2 separate regions of the Ovis aries genome follow, and region 2 is linked to region 1. A link is a contact called in public Hi-C data. All regions are on one chromosome and are shown on one strand. Each heading gives the region's core, a stretch centred on a gene start, on an enhancer-like site or on the middle of the called end of the contact. The rest is flanking DNA. Distances are from core to core; before and after follow the strand shown.

Region 1 (5,857 bases), core at 2,165-4,664:
CCGTGGGGTGGTGGGGAGGGGTGCCTGGGTGCACCGCCCTCCACCCCAGCCCCCTGGTGCAGCCGCGCCATTGTGTCCCTGCATTGAGCCAGTGCTCAGGACGCTGGATAAATGGATTAGGGGATCAGAGACACCCGCGGCGTCTGCAGAAACCAAACGGCAGCCGCAGAAAGGGCTGCCCTTGCGCCCCGCCCGAGGAGGTGGGCAGGGGGTGCTGGGGGGGGGACTGGAAGAGGCAGCCCTGAGGCCCAGCAAGCCCAGGGACCTCCCTCCCTGGGCTGCCAGCCGCCTGTTCCCCTGCCACTGGCTCAGGCCCCCCTCCTCCTCCTCTGACCTCACGCTTAAGGCAGTTCTAGAATATTCGGCCACTCCTGGGGCCCTCCGGGACCTCTGCCCCAGGGTGACTTGCAGGGGCCCTGGGCCTGCTCCTCTACTGAACATACACGATAAACAAAGCGGTGTGAAGGCTGCTGGATTTTAAAGATGAATCTATGGATCGTATCTGTTGACACGTTTTCCTCCACCGAAAAAAGAAACACTTCTTATTTGAAAAGGAAGTAAAATACTTCTGGGGTCTCTAAAAGCACTGTGCAGCCAGGTCGGCCAGGCCCTCTGACCCCCCGCACTACCCCCAAGGGGGCCCGCGTTCAGACATCCATCCTGGGAGGGAGAGGGGCCACGTCCAGCTTCAGGAGCTGGGCCAGCTGTCCCCGGGGGAGGACCTTCTAAGGTCTGGCACCTGGGAGCTCAGACTAGGGCGGGGCCCTGGGCAGACCTGCAGGCTCCTGTCCCCAGCACAGCCTCGAGCAGGTGGCTTTTCACATGGAGAGACCAGTCACCACCCAGCCCTGGGTGGATGGCCCTGCCCAGGAGACCCTTCCCGGGGCTCCGGTTCCTTCCACATACACTCCGGGGACCCCTCGAGGTGGCGGGGTACAGGCACCACCCCAGGTTTCACCCGCTCTACTTCGTAGCTGTGCCCCCTGGCCACCCAATCCGGACACACCAACCGCCTCCCCCCCCCGCCCCCCGCCAAACCTGGAGCCGAATCCTGGTGGGGGGTGGGGGGTGGAGAGGTGAGGCAGCAGGCTCCCCGGGGCCTGCTGCCTCACAGGCCCACAAGGCGCAGGCCACGTTCTCAGTGGTGGTTACCAGAGCCTCCTCTGTCTGGCTCTCGGTGGTCCCGGGAGGCCTGAGCGCCTGGCCGACTTGCATCCCCGCACTGGGGCCCCAGCGGTCCAGGCCCTGAGCAGAGCGCGCCAGAGGCTAGTCAGGCCTTCCAAGCCCCTGCCGTCTGTATACTCCAAACCTGTGCCAAGCTGCCCCCACCAGCAACCCTCCCTGAACTTGGCTTCCCTCCCCCCTTTCCCCACCTCCAGCTGGGATGCCCCAGAGGCAAAACCCTGCTCCTGCTGGTGCATGGGCAGCCCCATCACTTTCGCCAGCGCGTTCAGCAGCCCCAGCCTGACCCTGCCTCGGCCACCTGGCAACCTTGGGCCCGCTGGCATGGGGAAGGGAAGGGAACCCCAGGGCCAGGACCAGGAAGAGGGCTCGGCTCAGGAGGGGGTCTCAGGCCCCCAGGGCCCCGGCATCTGGGGAGAGGACCAGGGCCCACCCTGACCTCACCGTCTCCCTCTCCTCCCTCCTCCTCTGGCTTCTGAGCATCCCGGCCGAGTCCCATCGACAAGGACAACTGAAACTTTATAGGGCATGATTCATCGGGTGGCGGCCCCTTGGAGTCACAGCGAGTATTACATTAATCAGTGTCAGGCCTCTAAAACCAAGATATGAATATGAATTCTCCTATCGCAGGCGAGATAAATGTGCTGGTGGTGAATATAATTGATCGAGGGAGGGAGGGAAGGGTGGTGGGAACGATCTCAGAGACCAGCAGGTCATCAGTTCAGACACGGCTTGCAACCCGCTCCCTAAGTCCTCCAACCAGGAATGGGGAGAGGGGGCTGGTCTAGAAAATCGCACCTAGGACCATCTCCCAACACCGCTGCCGGTCTGGAGCAGAGAGAGGAGGTCTGGGAACCAGATTTGTTCTTTCTTCTCTTCCCTCAAATAAGACCCAAGAAAGACAGAAGTGCGCTGTTCGGACTTGTGGGGGTGGGGGGGGTCCTTTCTGTGGGAACCCCGGTGCCTGTGGAGGAGGGAGGCCAAGCCGCCAGCCTTCACCCAGCGGACGTCCATCACCCTTACATGTTCAGGTTTGGTCTCCTGATAAGACAACCGTCAGCCTACGAAACCGTCCTGGGCAGGGGTGGGAGGAAGGCAGGAGTGAGCACCTCTGAACACACAGGAAGTTCCAGAAACACTTCCACGTTGGCTTTAAAGGCAAGGGGGTGTCTAGGTCCACTCCCAGGTATTTCAGGACCTCCCTGTGGGAACCGCACACCCTCGGCGTGCACACCCTTAGGTGGCTGCAGGCGCTGGAGAGATGTAAACAAATAGCCCACAAAGGACAAAAATGCCTTTCAACGCTCGATTAAAAATTCATGTCTAGCTCTTCACTGGAGGAAAAATATAACTCTGAGGCTGGCGACCTGATTTCTTTGGTGGGAGCTTCAGTCCCCAGGAGGGGAGCACAGACCCTTCACAACTTCTGGGCCACAGGGTTCTGATGCCTCAGAACCCCCTGGTGAGCAGTGTGGCCCAGGGATCCCAAGTGTATTGGAGAGAAATAAAGAATGGAAATATGGGTTGAAAGCACAGACGCATGCATGGACCAGCCTCTTTGATTGGGGGGGGGGGGGGGGGGGGGGGGGGTAGGGGTGAAAAGGGTGGAGCTGGGCCAGAAGCAGAGGATTCCAGGGCCCACCCGAATCCCACCTGCAGCCTCCCAGAGGCGTCAAGAGTCTCCCCAAACGCCTTGCCCACCTGGAGAGCAACCTGTCTGTGGGCTGGGAGCTCCAATCCTCATCAGAGGGGCAGAGCACCCCTCCTCCGATGTCGGTAGGTGTGCCCTCTCCCCAGACACAGGATTGGGTACCCTGCTTCCCAGAGGTTAAGGCGTGGGCCCAAGGCTCTGCCCAAGGACTCTGGACTAAGAGCCGAGGGCACGGCTGACCCTTCAAGTCCTAACAAGGAGGACAGGTCAGAGCTCCTCTGCTGATTCACAAAGGGATTCCTGGCAAAGGCCGGAGGGGATTCCTGGCTCACCAACCCACCGTCCACCCCCCACCAACCCCATGCCAGCAGCCTACCCAGCAAGCCCAGCACCGCACGCCCCTCTCAATTTCAAACAACCAGGCGGCGCTCTAAAACACAGAGAAAGCCCTGCACCATCATTCGAGCCTGGCGCCCAAAGCAGAGCCCCAAAGCCAAGGACCCCCAGGACGGACACCTCCATCAGCCCCCCTTCCCGCTCGCAACCCATAGAGGGCGCCTCGAGCACGTCGGTAGGGACGGGACGCGGCTCGACCGCGGAGGCCCCTCGGCTCCGAGGCCCAGCCCCCGGCCGCCCCTGCTCCCCACCCAGGCACTCCCCCAGCCCCCACACGTGTGTTCGCCCCTTCGCGCTCCTTTCAGCCCGGGGGACCCGGCGGGAGCCTCTTCCTTTAGACTGATGGGGGCTGGGGGCGGGGACGCGCTGGACAAGGACGCGGCGCCGGGCCGGGGGGCGGCCAGGGGTTTGCGCCTCCCGTTCGTTCGCTGCGCCAGCGCCCCTTCGGCCGCCGCAGAGGAGCAGCACCCCGCCGGTTTCATCCCCTCAGCCGCGATCCTAGCTGTGGAAAGCAGCCCCGGGGACAACGGGTCCCAGAGGTCTCCAGGGCGAATACGGGGGCCCGGCTGCGGGTCGGGAATGTCCAGCCTGGCACCAGGGACTCGGCCTTGGCCCCAGGGGGCCGACTAACCTCGCGGCCTCCCTCCATCCTCGAGGGCGGTTTTATAAACGTTTGCTTTCTCGGTGCTAACGAATTCAATGCCGAGTGTCCGGCACCCTCTGGAAGCGCAGGTTGTGCCCCCTGCTCCGAGCGCCCAGCCCTGACCGCTGCGGCCCCCCAGGCGCCCGGCCGGCTCTCACCCGCGCGTCCAAGCTCCACCCGCTTTGTTTTCTACCATCGCTCCGGCTGCCTCCCGAGCAGCGCGGCGGCCATCTGGGCGATATTGGCTCCTTGGCTCCCTGGGTGTGCCCAGGCCAGGGCGCCTGAGTTTAAAGGGGCGTCCCTGGAAGACCAAAGCCCGCTCCCCTCTTTGCCACTGTCCCACCCCCACCCCCGCCGCCATCATAGCAGCCCCCTCGCTCAAGCCCAGAGAGCTACCTAGCTGCCTCCCTGGCCTGCCAGCAGGAGTGTTTCAAAAAAGAAAAGAAAAGAAACTTCCAATTTATCCAAGTGCGATTTAGCCAAATAACTAAAAAATAAACTGAAAGCAAAATTTCATACTCCATTATGTCCTCATTCTACCCACGAAATGCCCTGACGCCACAGTGCACCGCTCAGACAACTGGTTATAAATTGATTTCAAATAGGAAGTTCTCCTTTGGGGACAGGATTGAAAATTCTTTTCATTCCCCCGCCCCATCGTTTCCCACTTTAAAAAAAAATCGTTTTATAAACTGCCTTGAATCGAACTCATTTATGTCCTGAGAAAGGCATGCCCAGATAACTCTAAACTGAACTGCCAAACAGAAACTGCCCTGGTAACATTAACAAATTCAACAACCGCGGAAAGGCTGAGAAGCACCGGCCTCGGGGGCGGAAACTCCCCAGGAGCCCCTTTCCCCAGCCAGGGGGAGTAGAAGCCCCCAGTCAGGGAGAGTAGAAGCCCCCCGCCAGGATTTCGGATTCCAGGGTTGAGGACGCCCGCGGCGACGCCCAGCCACACACAGCAGCAGCAGCAGGGGCCACCATTTCGTTTAGTTTATTAGACAAAAATATATGATTTAGACAAGTTCGCTGACGCGCTATTTACAATCTGAAATCACTCTATATACAGGAAGGGGGTGGGGCGGAAGACACAAGCACGTGGTGGGGGCATTTACCGAACCGATAGTGACCCGGAGCACGGTGACAGCCACCGAGCCGCGGGCACAGGCCGGCCGGGCTGCCTGGATGCGGAGCTCCGGTCGGACGAGCCCCTTGCTGCAGAAAGCGACGGATGGGAGAGTCCTCAACTTCGTGGCCAAATCTGTCCTTTGCACCGGTCTGAAATATTTGTCTTAATTCCTCCCTCATCCTTTCCCTCCCAAAGATCTCCCCCCTCCCCCCCGGGGAAAGTCAGAGACGACCCTGGATCAGGCCGACGGGAGCGCTGCTAGAATCCGCGGCGTCCCTTCCGGCGTGGCCAGCGAGCTGCGGGGGGCGGGAAACAGCGAGACAAGAACAGCGCTGTCAGTGGACGGAAGCTGGAACCCGGCCGGGGGACTCTGCCAGCCGAGAGCCCAGAGAGGGGGCGCGGGGTCGCCGGCCGGCGCGGCTCCCGGCTCGGGAGAAACCCGGGTGGACTCCGCCAGCCAGCCGGGGCGCCGCGGGGCTGGAGGACCAGCGCGCGCGCGCGGTCCACATGGGCTGCGCGACCCCGACCCGCGACCCCCGCCCCTCGCCCACCGCCCGGCTGTGAAGGCCCACGGGCACTCACTTGTCGCGCGCCGGCTGGAAGGGCGACTTCAACTGCTGCGCCGGCGAGTCCGGTCTGGGGAGGAGGTCTCTCTCTGGGAGGGAGGGGGAGATACCGAGCTTAGGACCCAGACGGGGGAGGGCTGCCGCGGAGGGGCGCTGGGCCTCCACCCTCCCCGCCCCTGGAAAGTGCCTCCAGAAACACCCCCGACCCCCCAGGGCAGGCCAGCGAGTGAGCCCGGCTATCTTGGGGAGCCGAGGGCCTTGGTCTCCCCTCCTCTACTTCAGACAGG
Region 2 (5,857 bases), core at 2,324-4,823, 720 kb after region 1:
TTGGCCTGCGCGCCGGCTCTTTCTCTTCCATCCCAGTGAGGAGGGCAACCGAAAGTGACAGAGGCCCAGTGTCCGTCCAGACCCCGGCGCTCCACAGGCCTGAACGGGCTCCTCGCCCGTGAGCGGAGCATCCAGCTCCTGCTCCAGGAAAGCGGCGGCCGTGGGGTCCGGGCGCTCCCCGCGGTGACCCGAGGTGCAGTGGCAGGATTCCAGGCCACCCTCCCAGGCGGCCGCGCGCCCAGCCATCGCGCCTCCACACTTGCAGGCTGTTCTTTCGATTGAGTTTTTAGAAAAGAAGACCGAGCCAACTTTAAGAAAAGAAAAAGTGATTTTATATATTTAAAAAAAAAAATCAAAGTGCTTTAAAGAGAAACGGAGTTTATATATCCCGGTAACAATGCAGAGCGTAAATGTTAATGTCTCTGCGTAGGCATTTTAATTTGCTACAGTCACCACCAATAAAAACGGCATGTAGTACGATTCGACTGTTTAATAGTGCAAGGTAGACGGCTTTTATTAGTAGCAGGCAGCAGTATGGAAAATTCAGTTTTCAGTGGAGGAGTATAATTGCTGGGGGGGGGGGGGGGGGGGGGAAGACACTGAGCAGAGACTGTCTTCCGGATCAGCTGCGCTGAGCTGCGGGAAGCGCGAGAGCCGGCAGCCCTTTCTGGAGAAGCACCCTGGGCGACGCGAGACCCTCCAAGGCCACGTGCACATGTCTGGCTACACACTTAATTGATGTCAAAATCGAGTGTATCGGAGCTTATGCTCCCTGCTCCAAACTGGGGATGTTTTTGTAATAATTCGCTGTTTTCTTTTCTGCCCCTGGCAGAGATCAAGCCCTGGGGGTGGGGGGTGGGTGTGTGTGTGGGGGGGGAATCGAGGGAGGGGGAGGAGGCGGCCCCAAATGCTAATGAGACAACGGCAGGAACTGGTCTTTAGAAATGGAAATACTCAGGCCCGTCCTCCTCGGAGATAAAAATTAGACCTGATTTTTTTTCCCCCCTTTTTTTCACTTGAACTATGTAATTGGAAGGGAACCGAAGGCCCGGAACCTGGTCTGGCGCCGTGAACGTTGGTCATCCGTCGTGTGTCTGTCTCATTTCGGCCTCTTCCTGACCGAATTCCCTCCCGGGAAGACCACAGATGCCGCGGACCCTGGGAAAAGCAGGCTCCACGGGGCTGCTGCGGCCTCTGACTCTCCCTGCTTCCCTTTCCTTTTTAACGCGACAATAATTGATTTAAAATAACTGCCCTGAACTGAATTAGGGCATCCTGCTTGGGGTCAAAGGATTGCTGAAACTCACCTGCTGGGCCCTCCCGGCAGCGCAGAGTGTGTGGGGTGGGGTGGGGGTGGGGGGGGGGGGGGGGGGGGGGGGGGGGGGGGGGGGGGGGGGGGGGGGGGGGAGTATGTGTTTGGGGGTGAGGCGGTTAGGCAAGTGTAGAGGGTGCAGGCTGCGGTTTGTGGGCGGCGCGGTGGCTCAGAGAGGAGAGCCGGTGTTGGGGGGACAGGCGAGGGTGCAGCGGTTTGGGAGCTAGTGGGGAGGCGGCTGGGGTCAGGCGCCTGGACCTCACCTACCGGGGGGGCCACCGCCTGCAGGTGGAGGCGGGTGGGCTCTGCTCAAGTCCAATCCTGCAGTTTACAACCGGTCTCCTTGGATCTGGGGGAACAAACAGCCTCGAAGGTTCCGCAGGCGGTCAGAGGTCAAGCCCTGCCCGAGGCTGGAGCCTCCTGGTGCTCGAGCTGCAGCCGCGCCCCGCAAGAGGCCGCATGGCGCCCGGGGTACCCGGGAGACCGAGACCCGAATGGGATCACCCTGGTCCCTCCGCGATCTGCCCAGCCAACCGGGCTGGGAAGTGGGCCAGGGCGATGGGTAGGCGGTGGTGTAGCGGGGTGGGGGGTAGAGGAGTAGGGTATGGGGTAGAGGAGTGGGTAGGGAGTGAGGGGGAGGTGGGTAGGGGGTGGAGGAGTTTGGGGGGGGGTCGGAGAGGCTGAGGCCTGGAGCTCCGGCCTACCGCGTTCCCCACCCTCCCCGCAGGAAGAGGCACCTGTTGTGTTGACCACCACGGCGGGGCCTCGCACAACCGCCGCCCCCCTCCCCGTGCGCCCACTTCCTGAGCGCCCACCGGTGGCCCCATCTGCACCCCTTCCCTCAAACCAAACGCCAGACACCCTTCTCCACGGCCCGGTGGGGGAGGGTGGACGAGGCCCGTGGAGAAGGGTGTCTGTAGGGCTGGGTCCCAGAGCCTCCTGCCGAGCGCCTCGCCGCTGGGCCCCGCGAGGCGGCCCTCGAGTCCCCTGTTACCTGCGCTACCTGGGCAGCCGCGTGCGCCGCCCGCGCCCCCGGCCTGTGACTGTCTCGTCCCTTCCCGAGTGACAGCGAGGCTCCACGTCCTGCCAGAGGCGGTCTGTCCGGTGACGATCGTTTCCCCCGAGTGCTTTACAACACAAATCCGAAAGAGGCGTCAACTTATTAAAACAAAATAAAAAACCCTTTGGGGGAGGCGGCGGCGTCCTGGAAAAGCACTGGAGGCGCGGGCTAAGCCGCGTCCGAGAGCAGAGAGTCCTGACCCCCAGGCCCGCGGGCCACTGCGCACCCCGGGGCAGAGAGCTCACCTCAGGGCCCTCCTGGCGGCTCGCGACGGAAGCGCCCGGCATCCGGGCCCCGCAGGGCACGCCGGGCGGCGCGGGGCCGGCGGCCAGCCGCGAGGTCCCGCGCGGAGGCTCAGCCCGCGCGGCAAGAACGGACCGGGGGAGGCGGGCGTGAGAGCCGCTCACGCCGCCCGCCGGAGGACCCGGGCCGCGGCGCCTCACCCCCGCCGCATCACCCGTAGCTCCGACCCGGGCACGAGGGTGCGGCGCGCAGTGCGCGGCCGGTGAGGGGGGCCCGGGCCGCTCATCCCCCCCACCCCAAGTGGCAGCGGGCGGCCTCCGCGCGGGTCCTGGCGGGCCGAGCTGGGGGCGGGGCCGGGGGAGGGGGCAGAGCGGCGGGCGGGGGCGAGGGGGGCGGCCGGGAAGGTGGGGGGCGCGGGGGCGGGCGCCGGGAGTCCGCGCGAGTGGGCAGGGGGAGCGCGCACTGCCCGGTGCGGCCGGGCTGCGGGCCGGGGGCTGGGGCTGCGCGAGAGGCGGCTGAGCCACAAAAGCCTGCGCGCCCGGCCTCGCGCTCCCGCCGCCGCTGCGCCCGCCCCTCCCCCGGCGCCCCCGCCCCTCCCCGGCAGCGGCCGGGCGGCGGGAGCGGGCGGAGCGGGCGGAGCAGGGGAGGGGGCGGGCGCCCGGATATGCAGATGAGCCCGTGACGGACAGCTCCGCGTTCCAATGTCCCTCGGAAACTCGAGCGCTCCTTCCTCAACTCCTCACTCCCGACTCCAGACTCCCCCAAACCCCGACCGCCGGCCTGGCGCGCGGCTGCGCCCACCGGCTCCGAGCTGCCGCCGCCGCCGCCGCCGCCGCCGCCGCCGCCAATCCCCTGGCCCGCGGGGCCGCCCGGGCTAGTGCGCGGGCCGGCCTGCCTCGGCTGGCGGTCCCCGCGCCCGCCGCCGCCGCCGCCGCCTCGCGCCCCGGCCGGGCGTGGATGGAGGGCGCCGCGCGCCCTGCCCGCTGCTCGGCGTGACGCGGGCCCCCGCGCCCCGCGCCCACCATGTCCTACCCGCAGGGCTACCTGTACCAGGCGCCCGGCTCGCTGGCGCTCTATTCGTGTCCGGCGTACGGCGCGTCGGCGCTGGCGGCGCCGCGCAGCGAGGAGCTGGCGCGGTCGGCGTCGGGCTCGGCGTTCAGCCCCTACCCCGGCTCCGCGGCCTTCACCGCGCAAGCGGCCACCGGCTTCGGCAGCCCGCTGCAGTACTCCGCCGACGCCGCCGCCGCCGCCGCCGGCTTCCCGTCCTACATGGTAACCGAGCGCGGGCTGGCGGGCGGGGCCGCGAGATGCCGGGCGCAGAGACCCTGGCCTGTGATCGGCGAGCCGAGGGTCGCGGGGAACGTAGTGTTGGGGGGCGGCTCCGAAGTCGCGGAGTTGGGGCCGTGGCGCGGCCGGCGCGGACGAGAGGCGGGGCGGTCGGCCGGCGACGGCCGGAGCGCGGGGCTCCGCGCGCCCTTCCCCTCGGCTGCGGAGGTCATCTCCCCGGGAGCCCGAGAAGCGCGACCCCACTGGGCTCGGGACGGGATCTGGCCTGGGTGGCCCTCTTTCAGGCGCCGAAGCTGGGCGAGGAGTCTTGAGCGGGCCGGGGCTCGCTTCTTCCGGCGCGGGCAGCAAGGGTCGGCGCCCCTGGGCCTCCGGGGCGATCGCCAGGCGCTGGGCACTTTCTCGCGGGGCTTGTGATCACGGGGCTGGGGAAATCAACGGAGCCTCGGCCGCGGCTCCGGGGCCCGGCCGGGCCGCTCGGATCTTCGCCTCCATCTGCCCCACAGGCCCGTGCTTTAGAAAAACATGTCGGCCAGCGTTCGGCCGGCTAAGTGCCGCCTCGGTCCCCGGGCGCCGAGAGCAGCCCCTGCGTCCCGAGCCCCCGGGCCGGCCCGCTCTCCTCCGGCTCCTCGGCCCGGCCAGGCCCGGGGGCTGGCAAAGCGTGTTTTAGACGCTGGAGGCCCGGACGCGGTGGTGGTGGGGGGGGAGCTGGTGGCCACCTCCCGCCCTCGGCGGAATTCCAGAGCAGAGACGGGGTAGCCGGGGCCTCGGCGCTGGCTGTAGAAGTCTCGAATTTAAACGTTAAGGGCTGAATTAAAATGCTAATTGCCGCGTATTTGAAGAATTCGAAACGGTGACTGGCTTCGAGTTGCAAATTGGATTTGCCCAGCTTTAGAGTGGTGAATAGCGGAGCGGGGGCTCTGGGGTGTTTTTTTTAACCATTAAAGGGAGGGGAAGGGGACTAGGAGGAGGCGGCGACTCTTCACACCAGGAGAAATTTAGATATCAAGACGCTACCTGCGGGCCCGTGTGTGCGGGCCTGTTTGTGCACGCACGTACCGGCGGCTCAGGGGCATTCGGGGCCAGATGTGCCATTTTTAGGAAAATGAAATCGTTGGGAAGTTTGGGAATAAAACCGCAGCGCTTTCCGAGATCTACAGCTGGCGTTAAACGACCCTTTGCGTCCTCCGGATCTGTTGCTGCAGGAAGGCGCAGTCCCAGCGCGGGGAGGCACCGTGGGAAAGGCGGCCGCGGGCGGGTGGAGGGGTCGCCGGGGCGCTGACGCCTGTCGGGCCCTCGGACGACCGCTCACCGGGCTCTTGTCGGTTGCAGGGCGCGCCCTACGACGCACACACGACCGGGATGACGGGCGCCATCAGCTACCACCCTTACGGCAGCGCGGCCTACCCGTACCAGCTCAACGACCCGGCCTACCGCAAGAACGCCACGCGGGACGCCACGGCCACGCTCAAGGCCTGGCTCAACGAGCACCGCAAGAACCCCTACCCCACCAAGGGCGAGAAGATCATGCTGGCCATCATCACCAAGATGACCCTCACGCAGGTCTCCACCTGGTTCGCCAACGCGCGCCGGCGCCTCAAGAAGGAGAACAAGATGACGTGGGCCCCCAGGAACAAAAGTGAGGACGAGGACGAGGACGAGGGCGACGCGGCGAGGGGCAAGGAGGAGAGTGCGGACAAGGCGCACGAGGGCACCGAGACGTCGGCGGAGGACGAAGGTGAGCGCGGCCGAGGCGGCGCAGGGGCGCGGAGCCTCCTTCTTCCCAGGCGGGGCGCCGAGCTGAGGCCGGAGAGGAGGCCGCCCACCCGCACAGCACTCCAGGCGCCGCTGCCTGGCGCCTCTGAGGCCCCGTACGAGCAGGGAGGTCAGGCTGCCTGGAGCACGCGGCTCGGGTGGGGTCGGGGTGAGGGATGGCGGGGGCGGGGAGCGGTGGGCAG

The links. Hi-C and Micro-C count contacts between places; a contact is called where the count stands out from the background.
Region 2: a contact with region 1 is called in a Hi-C map of hypothalamus, with 8 times the contacts expected there. The contact joins the promoter of IRX2 here to the enhancer-like site in region 1. A contact is called at or near these places in 2 of 16 Hi-C or Micro-C datasets (hypothalamus and skin fibroblasts).

The regions. Positions count from the first base shown.
Region 1 is chr16:69,392,612-69,398,468 of ARS-UI_Ramb_v3.0, forward strand. IRX1 (iroquois homeobox 1) reads right to left here. Exons shown (of 4, transcript XM_027980182.2): 3 at 5,587-5,659; 4 at 4,854-5,300. The coding sequence ends at 5,243. Among named protein-coding and RNA genes, the nearest start is that of IRX1, 7.6 kb to the right of the region's middle. Within about 2 kb of position 3,415, at least 3 of the 54 cell types and tissues checked have an H3K27ac peak or open chromatin away from gene starts, as enhancers often do. A contact at or near this core is called in hypothalamus, where this site is marked.
Region 2 is chr16:70,117,322-70,123,178 of ARS-UI_Ramb_v3.0, forward strand. IRX2 (iroquois homeobox 2) reads left to right here and starts at 3,574. Exons shown (of 5, transcript XM_042233962.2): 1 at 3,574-3,887; 2 at 5,232-5,637. The coding sequence starts at 3,639. LOC121816827 reads right to left here and starts at 3,040. Exons shown (of 5, transcript XM_042233960.2): 1 at 2,618-3,040; 2 at 2,316-2,439; 3 at 1,580-1,661; 4 at 1-1,158. The coding sequence starts at 246.